2 separate regions of the Hordeum vulgare genome follow, and region 1 is linked to region 2. Evidence: chromatin contacts called from public Hi-C data. All regions are on one chromosome and are shown on one strand. Each heading gives the region's core, a stretch centred on a gene start, on an enhancer-like site or on the middle of the called end of the contact. The rest is flanking DNA. Distances are from core to core; before and after follow the strand shown. Region 1 holds the start of LOC123416361 (gibberellin 2-beta-dioxygenase 3-like). Region 2 has its middle 64 kb from the start of LOC123416361.

Region 1 (2,887 bases), core at 379-2,878, 64 kb after region 2:
ACGTATCAACCACCTATCGGAAGCATGCCAAAAATCACCGTGTCCAATCTTTGTGTTTGATCTTCCAAAACTCTACTCCTTACTAACATGTGCAATGTATTTACTTTCCGTTGCCATATATGTTACCTAGCATGTATAGGATGCACTAGACTTGTTAGAATTGCTAAAATCTGCCAACAATTAAAATTGGGAAAAGGCTAGGCTTTAATTTATGCAAGCAATCTATTCATCCCCCACCCCTCTAAGCATCCCTTCTAGTGATCTCACAACGCTGGATGGGTTTGAATTGAGGATGAAGAGAACATGGTTTTAGTTGCGGTGCAAGCGGCATGTTCACGGATTAAATCCATGGCATACACCTTGCCATCTACGCGTTCGTGGTCCTGCGCAAACAACGTACTCGCGCATGGCGCGCATGGCATGTAACTACGGCTACAATGCGGTCTTCAATGTACTCTTTCCAGGATCTTGATGGGCGGGATGGAGATGGTGATACGCCTCTAACATTTTTTTTATTATTTCATGCTACTATATTATTAATGTTTTATGTTTTATACATTATTTTATATCATTTTTAAGAACTAATCTAATAACCCAGTGCATGATTTCGGTTGTTTTCTTCTTATTATTTTTTGTTTTACAGAAAAATTGTACCAAACATATCAAAAAAGTTGACGATTTTTTAAGGATCAGAAGACACATGCGAAGCCTCGGGGAGAGTCTAGAAGCCTCACGAGTCGACGACAAGCCAAGGGCGTGCCTTGCCACCTTGTAGGTCCCTTGTTGCTCCGATCCTTCTGATTTTTTTGTTTTTAAATTCACATATGTTTAGAAAAAAACCTTGTGGGAGCATCCGAAACCAAAGAGCTAATGGTTGAGTTGTGTACTCAAAATAATTTTTATGTAAGACCAATGTTTTTTTGCTACGAACATTTGTTATTTACGTGCGACTTTGACATGTATGATGAAGGTGGATGGATTTATATAAATTTGAGAGTCCGAATTTAAGGTATGTGATTACCGGACACGAGATATAGTAAAAGGCAGTCTGGACATGTTCGGACACGTCCGCGAACATATAATGAACCGAATTTGTGAAATCCAGCTGTAGAAAGAAGAAAGGTAGGAAGCCATCGACAACAAGGTACGTATATGAGCACGAGTTCGAAAGAAGAAGGAAGAAAAACCTGAGTACAGGAACACCGTCTGTCCATGCATATGATTGAGCAGCGTAGCATCGGCCACAGGACCCATCACCCTCCTCATTCCCGGACCCCAGTTCACCGGCGGATGGCATCGGCACACGTCGCCCCTCCCGGCTAATCGCCACGCCCGGGATTCAGTTCGCGGCAACTCTGGGCTCACTTGAATACTAAAAGGCGGGCGAGATAGGTCAGTCGATCGATGCGTGCACCCGCACGACACGGCTTCAACAGCTCCTACCAACGTTGTCCATTCTCTCCCATTCGTTTCTCAGCACATTTCCTCTCGCGCGTATGTACGTCGCCGGCACCGGCCCCGCGCGCGCCCACTGGCAACTGCCACTGCCACCTCGAGCCTTCCTTCCTCCCGCCACCACTATATATACGCGCCATGACCGCCCTCACTTCCCATCTCCCACTCGTGCGCCACCACACCTCGAGCTCTTATCACCAGTGCTCCACTGTTGCGATAGTAGTAGCTTGTACGGGGTGTCTGGTTCCGGGACCGATCGCTTTGCTCTGCCTCTCCTTTGCTTGGCTCAGCTCTCCTCTGTTTCTTTCTTGGCAATGGTGGTCCTCGCGAAGCCGGCGGCGCTGGAGCAGATCGCGCTGATGAGGACTCCTGAGCCGTGGGAGAGCTTCTCGGGCGTCCCGGCCGTGGACCTGTCCAGCCCCGGCGCCGCGGCGGACGTGGTGCGCGCGTGCGAGCGGTTCGGGTTCTTCAGCGTCGTGAACCACGGCGTGCCGGCGGGCGTGGTGGACCGGCTGGAGGCGGAGGCCGTCCGGTTCTTCGCGTCTACGCAGGCGGAGAAGGACGCGTCGGGCCCCGCCGACCCGTTCGGATACGGGAGCAAGCGCATCGGGCGCAATGGTGACATGGGGTGGGTCGAGTACCTGCTCCTCGCCATCGACCGCGACACCCTCTCCAAGGCCTCCCCGGCGCCGTCGTCCGCGCTGAGGGAAGCGATCAACGCGTACGTGTCCGCCATGCGCGGGCTGGCGAGGACGGTGCTGGAGATGGTGGCGGAGGGGCTGGGCGTGTCGCCGCGGGGCGCGCTGGCGGACATGGTGACGGGCGAGGCCAGCGACCAGGTGTTCCGGGTGAACCACTACCCGCCCTGCCCGCTGCTGCAGGGGCTGCCGCCCAACTGCAGCGTGACCGGGTTCGGCGAGCACACGGACCCGCAGCTGGTGTCCATCCTGCACTCCAACGGCACGGCCGGGCTCCAGGTCGCGCTCCACGACGGGCGCTGGGTGTCCGTCCCGCCCAACCGCGACGCCTTCTTCGTCAACGTCGGCGACTCCCTCCAGGTACACCCTACATTCGTTCATTCATTCACCGGCGGCCGGACGGAGGACGACCGACGTACGGCAGCAAGGAGAAGAGAATAGTTATAATTAACGAATCGGTCGGGTCGGTGCAGGTTCTGACGAATGGGAGGCTGAGGAGTGTGCGGCACCGGGTGGTGGCCGGCAACGGGCTCAAGTCCCGCGTGTCGATGATCTACTTCGCCGGGCCACCGCTGGCGCAGAGGATTGCACCGCTGCAGCAGCTGCTGGCGGGGACGCAGAGCTTGCCCCTCTACAGGGACTTCACATGGGGAGAATACAAGAAGGCGGCCTACCGCTCTCGCCTCGGCGACAACCGCCTGGCCCCCTTCGAGACGCCACTTGTCGCCATGCCA
Region 2 (2,808 bases), core at 255-2,754:
TATTTTCAGCAGAAGCATGAACGCAAGCCAACAACACTGTCTAGATGTACTTCCAGACTTTGTAAAGGTTGTAGTGGCTGGCGACATATGCTGCATCGTATGATGTTATACGAGTCTGGTAATTGCAAGTTAAAACGGACTGCGTTCCACCCTTCTTGTGTAGAATAGTTGCGGTACAAAACGCACACAAATATAATTATAATGGGTCGGCCGGTTTTCCCGGTCTTAAGAAGGCTCTCTACTGTGTTCTACTTTTTTTTGTGTGTGTTTTCTCTACTGATTTCAATATATTTTTCTATTCGTTTTTCCTGAATTTTTTTCTTTTTCAGTTTTCTTTTTATTTCTTTTATCATTAGTATTATCTTTGTTTATTTTTATTTTATTTTGTCACATTATAATTCATGAACATTTAAAAACAGTGAACATTTTTTAAATCAATTAGCATCTTCAAATTTATCAAAAAAATCAAATTCATAAGTATTTAAAAGTTCATAAATATTTAAAAAGCCTGTGAACATTATTAGTGAAGCTTTTTTTATTAACTCTCAACTTTTTTAAAACTCAAGGTTTTTTAAATCACAACCTTTTAAAATTCCAAGATTTATGTTTAAATCTATGAACCTCTTTTGATCTAACAAACTTTTTTCCATGTAAACAATGATAGCCGTTTTTTCCTGAGCTAGCAGTGGAGCAAGCTAAAAAGACTAAGCAAGAGACGAAGTACGGAGACGAACTAAGCGAGCAAGAGCTTTGTGTCAGCCCATATGAGCATTATAGAAGGAATTCAATGGTTTAGCGTGGAATAGGAGCTTCCAAGGGGGTCATACAACTATCGGATCACATCGAGGCTGAAACATATAAGAATACCACCCAACAATTGCACTCTCGGAATAAATACAACTTCAACACAGTCTAACACAATTTATGATTGAAAGAAGACATTATTAGAACATAATTAAAGTCGAAGCCAAAGTCGGTAAAACTAAAACAAAAGAACCAAGCACAAAACCTTCTATAGAAAAACGATTTTGCTAAAACACATCTAAATGTGACATAATATTACACATCTAAGTCCCAAATTGTTGATCTTAGGTGAAGATTAGTGTGGATACTTTTTTCCTTTTTATTTTTTATTCTTGATTTATCATTTAGATGTGTAATAACTACTCCATCCGTTCTTAAATATAAGACCTTTTAAAGATTGCACTATGAACTACATACGAGTGTATATAAACATATTTTAAAATGTAGATACATTCATTTTGTTTCGTATGTAGTCTACAAAAAAATCTTTAAAATGTCTTATATTTAGGAACGGAGGGAGTATATCATATCTAGATGTTGCCTAGACTTGTTAATCCTACGAGTTTTAGGATACACGTTAGCCTTCACCCTTGAGTGGTAGTGCAGCGCATGCTGAGAACTTGACACCGACTGTTGCGCGTGTTCACCGGCAGAGCAGCGGCGTATACGCGTTCAGTTGGCGTGAAGATGAGAAAGGGACGGTGAAGGATCACATCCGGTGCACATTGCGTCTGTGACGCCCGTGCGGAGTGACCCATTGAGGTCCGTCTCAGCCAACATCCTTTTAGCTTTTCAAGCGCTGTCTTCAATCCAACTGACACTGACGGGGGAGTTAATTCAAGTCACTGATAAATAAACCGATTAATTAGAGATAGTACATGTCTGAGTTGACCGAGTAAATAGCATAAGACTACTAGTTTACAGGCTAGTGTGTTATAAAACTATCGGTTTTTATATTTTTTAGATAACTATCAAACGCGTAGTCGGCTGTCTCAAAAAACCCAAAACATTCAGTGCTTTACAATTGATCGTGATTATGACAATTGGGACCCACATGTAAGAAAACTGATTGTTTGATAGTCTGTTTGCCTGTTAACTGACACGTGAGGTCCACATGTCATCTCTTTTCTTCGTTCTCTTGACTCCTCTTACCTCTCTTCTTCCGAGGAGGTCGATGGAGCGCTGGCCGCTGGGGGTGTGAGCGTGGGCCCAGCCGCGCCGGCTCCTGGCGCCCATGGCAGAGGAGCTCCCGGGGAAGCGAGGGACGAGGGAAGGAGCGCTGGGGTGGGGTGGAGAAGGTGGGACGGCTGCGACATGATCCCGATCCAGCTCGGGTAGGAGTCATGCGCGTGGGGTGGTGGGCCGTGAAAGGAGGAGGCAGCATGACCGGGAAGGAAGCTCGGGTGGCGCCGACAAGGAAGCCACATAGGGACCCGTGGCGCGGTGAGGGCTCGTCGGGGTGGGCTCCTTCCACGAGCGCCGGTCGCCCCATCTTCCACCTCGCGACCGAAGGGAGCTTCACGGCGGCGCCATGGCTGCTGGTCGCGACGGAAGGGAGCTCCACGTGCCACCCCGACGGAAGGGAGCTCCACGACGACGCAATGGCTGCTGATGGTGACGAATGGGAGCTCCACGCGCTGCCCGCGATGGAAAGGATCTCCACGGTGACATCTTGGCTGCTGGTCCCAATTTTGCACGGACCCAATTAAGTTTTTGAAAAGTTTGCACGGACATGTTGGCTTTGTTGAAAAGTTTGCAGACCCTGACATATGAGACCCACATGTAAGTTAACGATCAAGCAAATGGTCAAATCGACGAATCCTTTAGGTGCGGGTCCAAATTGTCATGAACCTGTTTAATTTTTTAACAACCAAGATTTTGGATTTTTTGAAACAACCGACCACGCGTATGGTAATTATCTGAAAAAAAATAAAAATCTATGGTTTTTTGAAACCCTAGCCGGTAAACTAGTAGTTTTACGTTATTTACTCGAATTGGCTAGAA

The links. Hi-C and Micro-C count contacts between places; a contact is called where the count stands out from the background.
Region 1: a Hi-C map of leaf shows a contact between it and region 2, with 2.2 times the contacts expected there. The contact joins the promoter of LOC123416361 here to the enhancer-like site in region 2. A contact is called at or near these places in 3 of 6 Hi-C or Micro-C datasets (leaf and seedling).

What each region holds. Positions count from the first base shown.
Region 1 is chr1H:478,971,668-478,974,554 of MorexV3_pseudomolecules_assembly, forward strand. It overlaps LOC123416361 (gibberellin 2-beta-dioxygenase 3-like), which reads left to right and starts at 1,629. Exons shown (of 2, transcript XM_045106793.1): 1 at 1,629-2,513; 2 at 2,627-2,887. The coding sequence starts at 1,770.
Region 2 is chr1H:478,907,812-478,910,619 of MorexV3_pseudomolecules_assembly, forward strand. No RefSeq gene overlaps it. Among protein-coding and RNA genes, the nearest start is that of LOC123416361, 64 kb to the right of the region's middle. Within about 2 kb of position 1,505, at least 2 of the 3 cell types and tissues checked have open chromatin away from gene starts, as enhancers often do. A contact at or near this core is called in leaf, where this site is marked.